Regions from separate parts of the Mus musculus genome. Here regions 1 and 3 are each linked to region 2. A link is a contact called in public Hi-C and promoter capture Hi-C data. All regions are on one chromosome and are shown on one strand. The core of a region is the stretch at or near the end of the contact, and the rest is flanking DNA. Distances in the headings are between cores, read along the strand shown.

Region 1 (4,262 bases), core at 1,507-4,006, 140 kb before region 2:
CCCTTACAACATACTAAACAACTGCTGTCTGTGACCTGATAACTTTCTAAATTCCCAGTGAATGTAGAAACCGAGAGGAGTACTAGCAGGGGATCAATAAAGCTCTGACCACTGATGAATGGGAAGGCTCAAATGAGGCAAGCCATGTAACTACAGCAATGAGGTTTCTGAGGCAAGAGCCTGAAGTTCTTTCTGGCTTAGAATCTGTCGTTACTGGGCAAGCTAGAGTCAGATTTAGCTATCCGACAGCTTGTGGACATGGTTGCTGTAAAAGGACCCGCTTCTGCTGCAGTATGTGGGTGGGTGGGGTGGAAGGTCTTGGGGTGGGGTGTGAAAAAAGGTGCGTGTTCAGCCTCTCCTTCTCCCCACTTCAACAGCACCAGATGGAGAGAGCGGAGCAGGGTGGGGAGAAGAGCCAGAAGCCCCTGGTTGGATGTATTTTTACTTCAGGTGTGACGCTGAAAGCAAGCAGGATTATTTTTAGTCTTGCCCAGTGGGCGGTATGCTCGCCTGGGTTGCCTTGGAGAGGACTTTTTCTTGTTACTAAATCGGAGCTGCATCTGTTAGGGTTCCTGGGCTGCAACCTAACTCTCTTCCTCCAGGTGGGTGGGACAGTGAGTGTGGGACCCAGGCATGTCAGAGTCTTCTCTGTATCCCTCTGTCTATATGCACATTTGTGTACATGCACGCACACACACACACACACACACACACACACACACATACACGCACACACAGAGAAAGAGAGAAAGAGAGAGACAGGAAGACAGACAGAGACAGACAGAGAAAGAGAAACAGAAAGAGAGAGAGACAAAGAGAAAGAGAGAGAGACAGAGAGAGAGCCTGGCACATCAAAAAACAAAATCAATATGTAATCTCAACAATGTGGATGCTAAGTCTAGTCTACAAGAGCAAAAATCTAAAAACCTCTCCCATGAGACTCCTGCCCAGCCCCATGGTGAAAAGCAGTGGTAACAAGCACAGGAAAGAACCAGCTTTCCCTGAAATTAGGCAGCTAAGGAGAGGCAGAGGCAGTCCAAGCTTTTATCCTGGTCACCTGAAATCCAGCCAGTTCACAAACAGGTCACACTGCAGCAGATTACCGGGTTAGGGGAGGAGAAGGGGTCTCCATCCACTTTGCCTTGGTCACTGGCAGGGACTGAACCTCACCCACACGTATTTGGTGGCACTTGTTGGGTTATAAGACGCTCTTATAAAATACTTACTGCAATCTACCCTGTGCACTTAACACACCCAATTCGACTAAATAGCAACCTGATATGCTGGTTGAATGATTTTACCAAACAAACAAATGATTTGAAACGTAAACTTGGATGTCTAAACTCCGAATAATGAACTCTTCCATCTCTCCCATGTGGAATTTTGGATTTTTTTTTTACATTCATTTATTTAGGTGTGTGGGTGGGTGGGTGCACATGGGGAGGTAAAAGGACAGCTTGGAGGTTTTGTTCTCTCTTTCTACCATGTGGGTTCTGGAGATCAAACTCAAGTCATCAGGCTTGGCAGCAAGCCCCTTTACCTGCAGAGCGATCTCACTGGCTAATTTGAATCACTTTGTCCCCCTCTTTCTGTCACAGTCCTCGAGTCTTGGGGTCAAAAGCCAAGCTACCCCGAGTATCCTAAATCATCAAGACTTTTGCCAAGACAGGAAATCTTTGTTTTATCAGATAGGCGTCTAGAAGTACATCTGCTAACAACATTTCTGTGTGGGAACAAGGGTTCATCCACATTGTTGAGATATCATGTTGATGTTGTTTTTTGATGTGCCAGGCACACTCTCTCTTTTTCTCTCTCCATTTCTCTTTGGATGTCTACTCTATAGGGTAGAAAACCCTTTCCAAAGAGGGTCAGTGATTTTGCCCAGTGATAGAGTTAGAAGCCCAAAGCCTTAGTCTATGTTCTTTCCACATGACTATGAAAATGAACCAATGTCTAAGAAATGCAGAGTGCTGCTAGTTAATGGAGGAGTGGGTTGGGTTGGCTGACTGGTAAGAAGCCTTTGGAGACAGAAGTCCTAAAGCCCCAGGATGCTCTTCTCCCACTCCACTCACCTCATCTGCACTACTAGGGAGACCCAGTACTGACGACTTTGTAAGGAGGGACAATGGAGTATGCATCTCAGTTGTAGACTCTTGTCATTGAGGTCTCCGTGTACCAAGCAGTGCATAACCTTGTGAGGATACGTTTTTGGGCTTCTAGATTCCTGGATCTCTTATCAGTAAGTTATGACCAGGTGGGGTGTGAACACAGTCTCTGGACAATGCAGCTCTACCTAGACTAGGACTGATTGGTGGAAACACAGCATTTGCCACCTCTGGGCATACATACTGCTCTAGAACAAGGTAGCTGCAATCCCCTGGCCTTCCAATAACCTGTGGAAAAGCTAAGCTTGAGCCGAGAGCCTTCAGATGCCAGTGGCAAGGGGATAGAGTGTGCTCTCCTTGGAACTAGAGAAACAAGAGTATGATATCACTTCTCAGATAATGGCCCCAGTAGGCTGGAACCCTTGGTGGCGGCCGTTAGCTAAGATGTTACTTCCCATGCCAGCAGATCCAGCTGCTCCCGAGAGCATGCAATGGTCACTAAAGTTTCTAGTTCACAAAGCCTTGCCAAGGACACAGCCTGGAACATCTGTTCCCTGTATCTAATACTTCAGAAGCCTTGGCCCAGAGCTCTGGTCCCAATTCTTCCTTGGAATGTCTCCATCTCTCTCATGCTATCCTCAGGCCACCTTACCCAACACATTCCGTAAGTGACCAAGTATAGTGCCAGTGAAGACAAAGAGTAAAGCCCTAGGGTCACTTACTTGTAGCCAGAACACTCTTTGGTCACAGGGTGGACAAATTCCCTCAGTGACGCATAGTTAGGAAGTGGCAGTTCCCAGGGTGCTGGCCAGGAAGCTGCTGCAGAGGACAGTCACAACAGTACCCCTGCCACTTGTCTAGCCTGATCCTAGGGACACTGACTTCCTAGCATCTCTCAGCCTAGCCCCTAAAAGGGCAACTTTACTGCCACTCTCTCAGGGTTTGCCTCCCTTGGGAAAATTTGACTCTCCCACACAGGGCAGATGCCTTAAGTCAGATATTTGGATACTTTTTTAGATCCCTTATTATGTGCCAAATATATATTTCAGTTACTCTTTATGTCCATTTCCTTCTCCCCCTCTCCCTCCCCCTCCCCCTGCCCTGCCTGCACATTTCTTCATTGAGCAATGCCTTCAGGACTTAATATAATGCTCTACATGCACACAGTACACTGAATAAATGCTTCGTTGAGTAGCACTGTGAAAACCACTTGGTTAGGAGCTCGCTCCCATCACCAGAGCCCTGCCCTTTGCTCCTTAGACCTGATGACCCTGCTTGCTTCAATTTCCCAAAACGTTCAACAGCAGCTGACACCCACAGAGAATGCTTACCATCAGCCAGGTGTGCACATGTGGTGTGTGCCTGCACACGTGTGTGGGAGCATACTTGCCCATGCAGAAGAGAGCCAGAGGTTAATGTCAGATGTCTTCTGCTTTCATTCCCACCTTATTTTTGAGATGGGTGCTTGCCCAAACACCCCCATCACTGCCATTACAAATAAGCACTTGCCCTGCCCTGTTTTGTTTGTTTTTAGAGATCCAAACTCAGATATCCATGTTCCAGCTGCAAGCACTTGAGCCTCTCCCCAGCACCTGCCCCCACCCAGGTTCTTTACTAAGCCTTTGCCTGTGCAATCTAATCCTCTAGGCAGTCCTGATGAAGATACAGTGTTACGCTCACTCACATTTAGAGAGGAGGAAGCTGGGACATAGAAACACTGAGTGCCCAGTTGCGGAGCCAGCGCGTGTACTATGCAGCTGCCAAGGCTGCTATCCTAATTCCGAGACCTACATCACTGAGTGTTTCAGACTGAGTAGGCCAAAGCCACACAAGATGGGCCTATGCTTAAGACCTCCAGGCCACTCAACACACTGCTGTAGGCACTGGGCATTACCTAATGTTATGTAACTTTATCCTGGGTATTAGTGTTTTCTTTTCTACAGTTGAGAAAATGGAGGCTCTGAGAGATTAACTCGCCCAAGGTGACAAAGTTAGTTATCACCACGTCTATTTCTAGAACATTATTCTACTTCCCCTGCCTAGCATGGGTTGCTAAGCTGAATTTGCACCTCCAGCTAAAAGGACTGTCGGGATCAAGCCTCAGGATTCTGTGACCTTCAAGATGCTCTCCTGGGAGTGATCTGACCGATACTCAGA
Region 2 (4,079 bases), core at 950-3,449:
AAGTCTTCTTCTAGGTTCACCTGCCAAAAAAAGGAAACATCTTTATAGACTGAGTAAAATTCTGCGGTTGAGAAGCAGGGTGGACATGGGGTAGAGCCAGGGATGAACCTGCTTAACAGCAAAGCTGGGGCCAGCAGGGGGAAAGCTTCCTAGAGAAGATTTCAGGTAGACAGTGAGTACTGTCTTCTACAAGTGAGTCAGGGCAGACAGGACCACGCTCCCCTCCACCACACCTCATTTCTTCTGATTCTTCAGCCCCTTCCCTACAAAAATGCCAAGAGGAAAAAAAACAAACAAACTTCTTGGTGATTGAGTGCCCCAACCTGCCCAAAGGAATAGCTACTGACTAGAACTTTCCACCGGGTGAAAGGCCCTGTACAGAGGAACAGAGCTGAGTGCCCTATGAAAGTATGGGCAGGGAAGTCTGCACAACACAAGCAAACAAAACCGACTCCATTGTTCGTGGTAAGAAGATAAAAGTCTTGCGACAGGAAGAACTTTTTTTTTTAATTTTTAAAAGTTTTGAGATTATAATATAATCATATCATTTCCCCTTTCCTATACAGGAGGAACTTAAGGTGAAAAGTCCAGAGGGGGTTGAAAGAAAACTGTGCATGAAAAAGAACAATAAAGACAATTTAGAAAAATAAAAGGCATGTTTTTCTTTTCTTTTTTGGGGTAAGACTTTAAAAACAATAGAGGCATACATTTATCAGGTGTCTACTCCATGATCTAGATGCATTGAATACCCAGGAATAGGTCCTGTGTTTAAAATGTTGCCACCACCTTACTTAAAAATAATTTTATCTTTCAGGGTCACCACAACACAAGGATTTTTATATTTTACTGTTTTATTAAATCTATACTTTATTCAAATGTTAAAATAACTTATTATTCATAATTTTATAATTTATAATAATTTATTAAATATTTATATTCTACTATTTTATGTTAAAATGTCACAGGACTAGAGAGGTTGAGAACCACTGATCTAGAGTGTATTTGATGAGACAATGTGCTCTCTCCCTGCCCTTTGGGTCTGTCCACCTGAGACACCAACAACTTAGAGGATATCTCTGTCTTTTCATTTGCACATGATATTAAGTCAAGAAGGGAAGCTGCTGTGCTCGAGGATCAGAATCCAGATTGCTATAAAGCACTGAACAAGATAATGATAATAATAATAAAGATGGCCTAAACTAGAATGTTCATTTTTCCATCACCAGCTTTTATTTCTTGCACACCAACATCATGACAACCACAAATTAAATAATTTTGAAAGTCACAAGGAAATTTGTCCACAATCTCATTACTTGAGACTATCAAATTATACTTTATGTCCACATTCAAATCCATTTTCTTGAAGTAACTGTAGAAAATGATTTGACAAGTAAATATACACAAAACCTAACTCGTATACTAAAAAAAAAATCAATTGCAGAACCAGAATGGATTGAACTAGCTTGAAAAACAACAACAGAAAAACCGTGGGTCATCTGAGTTCAGTGCAATCTCGGGATAAGTTCTGGGTGCTGCCAAACTTGTTAAATGTGATCTTAATAGCCATACAGTGTCTTGGCTGAGGCACTGATGATGTCCCTGGACTTACCAGGTCATATTAGTTCTGTATGCTGTAATGCCCTCATATTTTAAGAACTTTGACATCAATGAGTAAAAGAGAGAGGAGAAAAAGTCTAATAGTCACAAGGGCGGGCTCTGGTATCATGGTTCAATACAAACTTGACTATGGGTAAGTTCCCAAACCCCTTTGTGCCTTAGTTTTTCATCTTTAAAATAGGACTAATTAAATCTCAAGTTCTGAGAGTGGTTGGGAGGATTGTGGGGTACCATACAACCTAAGGCATGTTAGAATAGTGTCCCATACAAAGCAAGCACTCACTGAGTACCAGGTATTATTGCATTCTTCTCAGTAAGAAGAAGACACAGAAGAAGAAATCGGACCTGTATCTGCCTTTTGTCATTCTTAGTACCCACTGGTGACAGAGTTAGGACACCATTGCCTAAAGCCGCCTGGCCCCTCGTCCTCAGAATAGACATCCAAATGCATACAGAAACCACAAAAAAGAGACTACATTATTCTAGAAGGCAAGCTCAAGACTAATCAAAGATTCTAGGGGAAGCTAGTCTTCGCATAACAAGGGATTCTCTAATAATGAGAAACACTCAGAGTGAATAAGGCTTCATTCCAAATAGTGACTCATAGTCCTGAAGGAGCTTCCTGCACTAGATGAAAAGCTGTGCCAAGGAATAGTGTCCCAGATTTGGCCTTCAGCCATCAGCAAAATAAAAAAAGAGCACACACATATTTGTGAGGGGGGGGGAGGGGAGAGAGAGAGACAGACAGACACAGAGACAGAGTGAAACAGAGACAGAGTAAGACAGACAGTATGTTTAAAATGACATTTCTACTTACTGTATGTGTATGGGTATAGTGTGTGTGTGTGCGTGTGTGTGTGTGTGTGTGTGTGTGTGTGTGTGTGTGTGTATGCAGCTATTCACAAATGCAGAAGCCAGAGGAGAACTTTAGGTACCTTCCTCTATTACTCTGAACCTTATTCCTTTGAAGCAGAGTTTCCCACTGAACCTGGAGCTTGTGTCTTTTGACTAGACTGGGCTGGTAGTCAGCAAGCCTTAGCATCCCCTTTCTCCACACCCGCTAGCACCCTCGGCCCCCCAACACTGTGCTTACAGGCTCATGCAAGATCGCAGCAGCTGGAGAGTTATGCAAGTGATAGGATCTGAACTCAGGTCATAAAAGCTCTGATAATTCTTATTTTGATAAAATATTAATCATGCCATCTTTCAGCATCATCTTCTAGCATAATACAGCCTACAAAAGGAGATCAAATGTCTTACAACTAAGGGTCATTCGTTGAATTGAATGATTAAAACATCATCAAAATCATATCCTCTCAAACAGGGCAGTTGCACATATGAACTCAGGGGAATTGTGACAGTGTAGACAAGACCTGAGACAAGCTTCAGCCAAACAAAATCCAAGAATGGAAAGAGGAAGATAGGCATGAAACCCCATTCCTAGCTGAGGAACTGTTGGCATTTGATAGCTTCCGGGGGAAGAAGAGTCACCTTTGTGTAATGGTGTGACCCCTGGAGGACTGACCACACTCCAGGGCATGCCTCACTCCCAGAAGTAGGGTAACACTAGCTAAACTCTGTGGGGGAAGTAGAGAAGCAGTGGGGAGGTGGAGGTAAAGAGATAGATGTGACAGGATGAGGGGCGGACATGATCAAAGCACATTGTGTTACATTCTCCAAGAATTGACACAAATGCTTCAAGTCACTCTCTTTTCCCACTCATTTCCATTTGTCATCTTTGTTTCTGTCTCCAGCTGTCTATTTCTCATCTGTCTCTCTGTTTCTTTCTGTCTCTAACTTTCTTTCTTTCCTCTTAACTCTACTTATTTCTTACCCCTACCTCTGCTCCTATTGAAAATCCTGTTCCTATTAAAAAATCACATACTATATCCTGATTATGGTTTCTCCTCCCTCTACCGCTCTCAATTCCTCCTCCCCTTCCCTCCTATTCAGGTCCACCCCTTCTGTCTTTCATTAGAAAACAAACAGGAAAGGAGCTGAAGAGGTGGTTCAGTGGTAAAGACCACTTTCTGTTTTTCTAGAGGACAGGAGTTCTATTCCCAGTTCCTCTATCAGGCCTCTCAAAACAGCCAGGGGATTTAACATATTAAAAAAGAAAAAGAAAATAAACATATTTTAAAGGAACAATAATAAAATGTAATATAATTAAATAAAACAAAACTAACACACACACACACACACACACACATAGATAGATATAGATGTGTGTGTGTGGGGGTGGGTATGTGCACATGCAGAAGACCCATGGAGTAAAAAGAAGGAAGAAAAAATTAAATATATATGTAAATAAAATAAAAATAAGATAATTTTTAAAAATAAAGGAAAGAAAAGAAGTCAAAGTCTTGACATAACATTATGAGACAAGGAACATTCAAAGATGCCATTGGCTTCATTTTCTGCGGGCCATCTACTGCTGAACATGTAGTCTACCCTTAAGAGTA
Region 3 (4,103 bases), core at 24-2,523, 140 kb after region 2:
AGTCTCGTTTATCATGTAGCACAATATATTTATGGGATCTAAGAATTAGGGTGTAGACAGTCTGGGGGGGGGGAGGCATTACACCTTCTACAGGATATAGGGTTCCATTTCTTAGCTGTAAGGATGGCCTCCTTCCACCCCCAAACCTCCCTTATTCCCATAGCCTCGTGGACAAGGTCGGTTGCTTTGTCTAGGTCTCATGGCTCCCTGCAGCGGCCCTCCCCACCCTCTGTCTGGTCCCATGTTTAGGTCCTTCCTCACTCCTTCAGTGAAGCCTTAAAATTCTCAGCTCTACAAGAGGCTCTTTCCCTTCCAGCTACTTCCCACCTGCCACTCCTCATACACACTAGCCCAGCCTCCCAGTGGGTCTCTAAAGGAGAAACACAAAGAGTTATTGCCTTTTAATTACACGTGCTATTGTAGCATCTATAAGGAAGAACATTTTAAGCTTAATTGAGACCAAATGTGAAGTTAAATTAAATGAATAACTAATTAAGGTAATGTTCCTGCATTAGCCCCGTGTGAGTGCAGAGGCCTGAGAGAAGACAGGTACCAGGCCTCTAGTGAACAAACTGTGCGCAGAGCTGGCGTGTTGGGGGGATGAGGAGGGTGCAGAGAACCTGGCCTGGCAAGCGAGTGCAGAACGGTCCATGGGGGTGGTGATCCTCAGCCTTTGGGGTTTTCTCCAACCCTCTTCTTACACCTCCAGCCTAAGCCTTCATTTTTGAAGCCTGGCTCTGGGCTCTCACAAATCTTTTGAAGCTTTCTAATGACTCTCTTGCCTGCCTGGAGTGCATGTGTGCGTGTGTCCATGCTCTGGTCCTTATCCCAGCATAGGACAGCATGACAAGATTTATATTAGCTTCTTCTGTCTTCTGCTTCTCACTGCCTTTTCATATTGATCATCCAAGGCCCTTGGATTCTTCCTTCAAATACTGTCACACGTGAAGCCACCAGGATCGCCCCTACTGGCCCTGCCCACCAGTCCTGTCGCATCAGGTCTGAACTAATGAATGATGTAGCCCTCAACTGAGGTCATTGCTTTGTAGCTTGTGTTGTTTCTATTTTCATAGTCTGTCTTCTCTGCAAAGGAGACAAGAGCAGCAAGTGTGACTAACACTTATCTCCCTTCACACCAGTCCCATGCCTTGAGCAATGTTATTCCCCTGTGTAGATGAGGAGACAGGAAGAATGTGGTAAGTAATGAGGCTGAGATAGAGAAGACCTCCTAGAACCACTCCTCCCACACTGATCTCTCAAGAGGCTGTGTCAGGAAAGCAGAGTCTTCCTTCTCTGCAGAGGAAGGAATAGCAACCCTGCCTGCCCTGGACTCTACTACGGGATGCTATCACCATCTAGTGGCCTACAGAAGTAACACAGCTTTGCCTTAAAGTCTGTCCTTTCCACATAAGGTCAGTCTTTCTGGTCTTGAGGGATTTGTGAACACTGAGCAGACTACCATGTGCCAGCCCCTGCCCTGTACCAGGTCCTGAGGATAAGATGTGCCTGACTGACTGCTTCCTGCAGGACTAAAGTGAGAACCAGGCAAGTGAGCTTTATATTTTATTGCTGAGGCCAGTGTATCTAGCTAACACACTGACTGACACAACATCCTAGTAAATGCAATGGATGTATCTTGTATGGGGGTCTAGGCTCCTGCTGGATTGCACAGTGTTATCAATGTCATGAGCAATGCCCTCTGGGAAAGACAGCTGTCGCAGCCCCAGAACACCAATCTTTGTTGTTCATGTGACAATGCTTTACTGCCCCTCACGAGCCCCATGGCTGCTGCTATGCCAGGCCCTACCAAGGATAAGCAGTGGCACAGTTGGCAAAGGAAATCTGTATTGGTGCTGATGGGCAGCTTAGAGGTCAGGCGGAAATGCCAGGAGTCAGCCTGGCATGTCGTGAACCAGGACTCAAGAGCGGAAGGAAGGGGCATCAGAACACCAGGCAGAGGGTGGCTGCAAGGTGTCTCCTAGCAACTGCTCAGTAGCAGTTACGCAGATGTTTCCAGTGGTATCTTCATTTCTTGCTAAACTTGGCACCTATGTTCAGGGTTAAGTTCTTCCCATAGCCACTTCCTGTTTGTTCTTAAAGGACAGCTGTCATGACTTGAGCACCCAGTGCTTAATTCACACTGGCATTTGCAGTTGTATACAACACCTTAGTCTTCACCAAACTGACCCTGATGTCTTCATCCACTGAGGCATCTTAAGAGTGAGGCAAGGAAGGTACTGGGCTCTGAGGGTGGACACGGTCAAGAGCCCGAGAGCAAGTTCCCCTACATTTAGTACTTATGACAGCTCCCGTACCCCATCCAAGCCTTGACTCTGCAAAGGCAGCACTAATGCTTCAAAGTGGCTGAGTTATCAACAGGATCGAGTGGAGGATAGATCAACAGGGTCCTACTTGGAGAAATACAGAAAGAATAGTTCATAGACAGAGACAGACACAGAGACAGAAACAGAGAGAGAGAGAGGCCCAGCACCTTTGAAACAAGGTGAAATCCCTCATAGGTACAGGATAATTACAGAGGTTTATAATTTAACATGGGAAGGAGAGATGCACCTTTTCCAGGCCTTGGAATCCAAACAAGCAAGAGTCTGAACCTGTCCTTCCTTTCTGCTTTCAGCCCATTCCTTCTGATTGCAGTTCCCAGAGCTCAGGCCTTGAAGTCTGCCATGTTCCCATGCTTGGTGCTCAGCAGCCCCTTCCCATAGAGTTTTCTGTACCCTTCCTTAGTGGCAATGTAGCTTGGGGCTAGACCAGTTAGATCAGGAGGCTTTGCCTCTCCCTGTGATGGAAGCTTCCATTCTCTTGCTCATAAGTTGGGTACCCAGCAGGGGTGGCCCATGTTGCTCTTCCAATTGAGGCCTCAAATTTGTTTGTACCTGCATGAACAGAGGGTGGGATGGAAGAGAAAGTAAGCCACAACTTAATAAGCTTCTGCCTTTCATGTCTACTGTTCGTAATTAGGGTTCCCCTTTACTTGTTGGGCAGGCACTAACAAGCCAGAATAATATGGGAAACAAAGTGTTTCTGCCACATTTGGCCACTTCACAAAAAGCATCACTCCCTATCTCATTCTCTCTGTGCCTCAGACCAACCCTGACAGGCATTTGAGGAAAACACCCCCATTATGTTCAATGATGCAGAGCCTGAGGAGTCTGCCAAGGTCTTAGATAGAGGTGAGTGTACAGAGAAACCAAGAACCTCAGGGACTTCAGGTTCTCAGCCTAGAGCTCTCCTTGTCCCAGCCATTTCTTAATGGGCCTGCCAGGAAGAACCAGCCTGGGAGAGCTGCAGTGCCCAGAAAGACAAGCTACCTCCACAAACCTGGGTTCCGCTTTAGGTTCTGCCAGGACTGGCTCCTCACTTCAAATGAGAATACCTGCCTCTCAAGGAGGCTAAGAGGTGAGCCACAGGGAGGTGAGCCTGGCCTCCACTCCAGATCACTACATACTTTTCTCCCTTTCTGCTTTTCTTTCTCTTCCTGGCTCCCTTCAAGCCTAGCCCAGAGAATGTAGGTGAACAGAGAAAACTCATGCTGTCCAGTCCCCTGCTCCCGTCCTCCAGAGCAGGGCAGGGCGGGGCGGGGCAGACCCTGTGAATGCCTGCACATGCACCCCTGCTTCCTGCTTCCCTGCCTGTGTGACGCTTCTTAAAGTGCAAGCGCTTCCCCAGACCGTGTGGGCTACCATGACCCCAGGAGATGGTTCTTCACATTTACCATCCAGCCCAGGTCCAGGCTTTGCCAGCTCCTTTTCTTAGTAAGACGCTTCTGCCTGAAGAGCCAGAAAGGCCCCAGGGACAGTCACCCAGTCACCAGCACCTCAGCCTCTGACTCAGTCACTGACCTCTGCGACTCCCACACCCACCACCTCTGGACACCAGGCAGAAACCACACCGGATTAAGCACTGTTTGCAATTTGTTCCGGAGGCTTTGATTGGTAGTTGCCCTTTTCTACACAGCCCAGGCAAAGGGGTCAGATGATTTCTGACATTTAGGAGGCATCTGCAGCTCTGCCTCAGTTCAGAGAAGAAAAGATTCCAGATCTCTGGCCCCTTTGCCCTGCGGGTGTGTTCAAAGCCCTCTGTAG

What was found. A called contact is a pair of places that touch in the nucleus more often than the background predicts. Capture Hi-C pulls out chosen DNA fragments and counts their contacts.
Region 1: a contact with region 2 is called in a Hi-C map of muscle stem cells, with 2.6 times the contacts expected there. The contact joins two enhancer-like sites. A contact is called at or near these places in 2 of 484 Hi-C or Micro-C datasets (muscle stem cells and ventricular fibroblasts), 2 of 115 datasets of contacts at active chromatin or transcription factors (embryonic basal ganglia and embryonic stem cells) and 1 of 9 other capture datasets (liver).
Region 3: a promoter capture Hi-C map of adipose tissue shows a contact between it and region 2. The contact joins two enhancer-like sites. A contact is called at or near these places in 2 of 9 other capture datasets (adipose tissue and liver).

The regions. Positions count from the first base shown.
Region 1 is chr9:36,944,580-36,948,841 of GRCm38.p6, forward strand. The region is part of intron 5 of Pknox2 (Pbx/knotted 1 homeobox 2); the gene reads right to left. Among named protein-coding and RNA genes, the nearest start is that of Gm34652, 27 kb to the right of the region's middle. Within about 2 kb of position 2,757, at least 17 of the 459 cell types and tissues checked have an H3K27ac peak or open chromatin away from gene starts, as enhancers often do. A contact at or near this core is called in muscle stem cells, where this site is marked.
Region 2 is chr9:37,083,257-37,087,335 of GRCm38.p6, forward strand. Pknox2 (Pbx/knotted 1 homeobox 2) reads right to left here. Exons shown (of 13, transcript NM_001029838.2): 2 at 1-20. It overlaps Gm34538 (a long non-coding RNA gene), which reads left to right. Exons shown (of 7, transcript XR_003948122.1): 7 at 567-618. Among named protein-coding and RNA genes, the nearest start is that of Gm34538, 48 kb to the left of the region's middle. Within about 2 kb of position 2,200, at least 45 of the 459 cell types and tissues checked have an H3K27ac peak or open chromatin away from gene starts, as enhancers often do. A contact at or near this core is called in adipose tissue and muscle stem cells, where this site is marked.
Region 3 is chr9:37,228,763-37,232,865 of GRCm38.p6, forward strand. Slc37a2 (solute carrier family 37 (glycerol-3-phosphate transporter), member 2) reads right to left here. Exons shown (of 19, transcript NM_001145960.1): 19 at 387-2,894. Among named protein-coding and RNA genes, the nearest start is that of Tmem218, 23 kb to the left of the region's middle. Within about 2 kb of position 1,274, at least 137 of the 459 cell types and tissues checked have an H3K27ac peak or open chromatin away from gene starts, as enhancers often do. A contact at or near this core is called in adipose tissue, where this site is marked.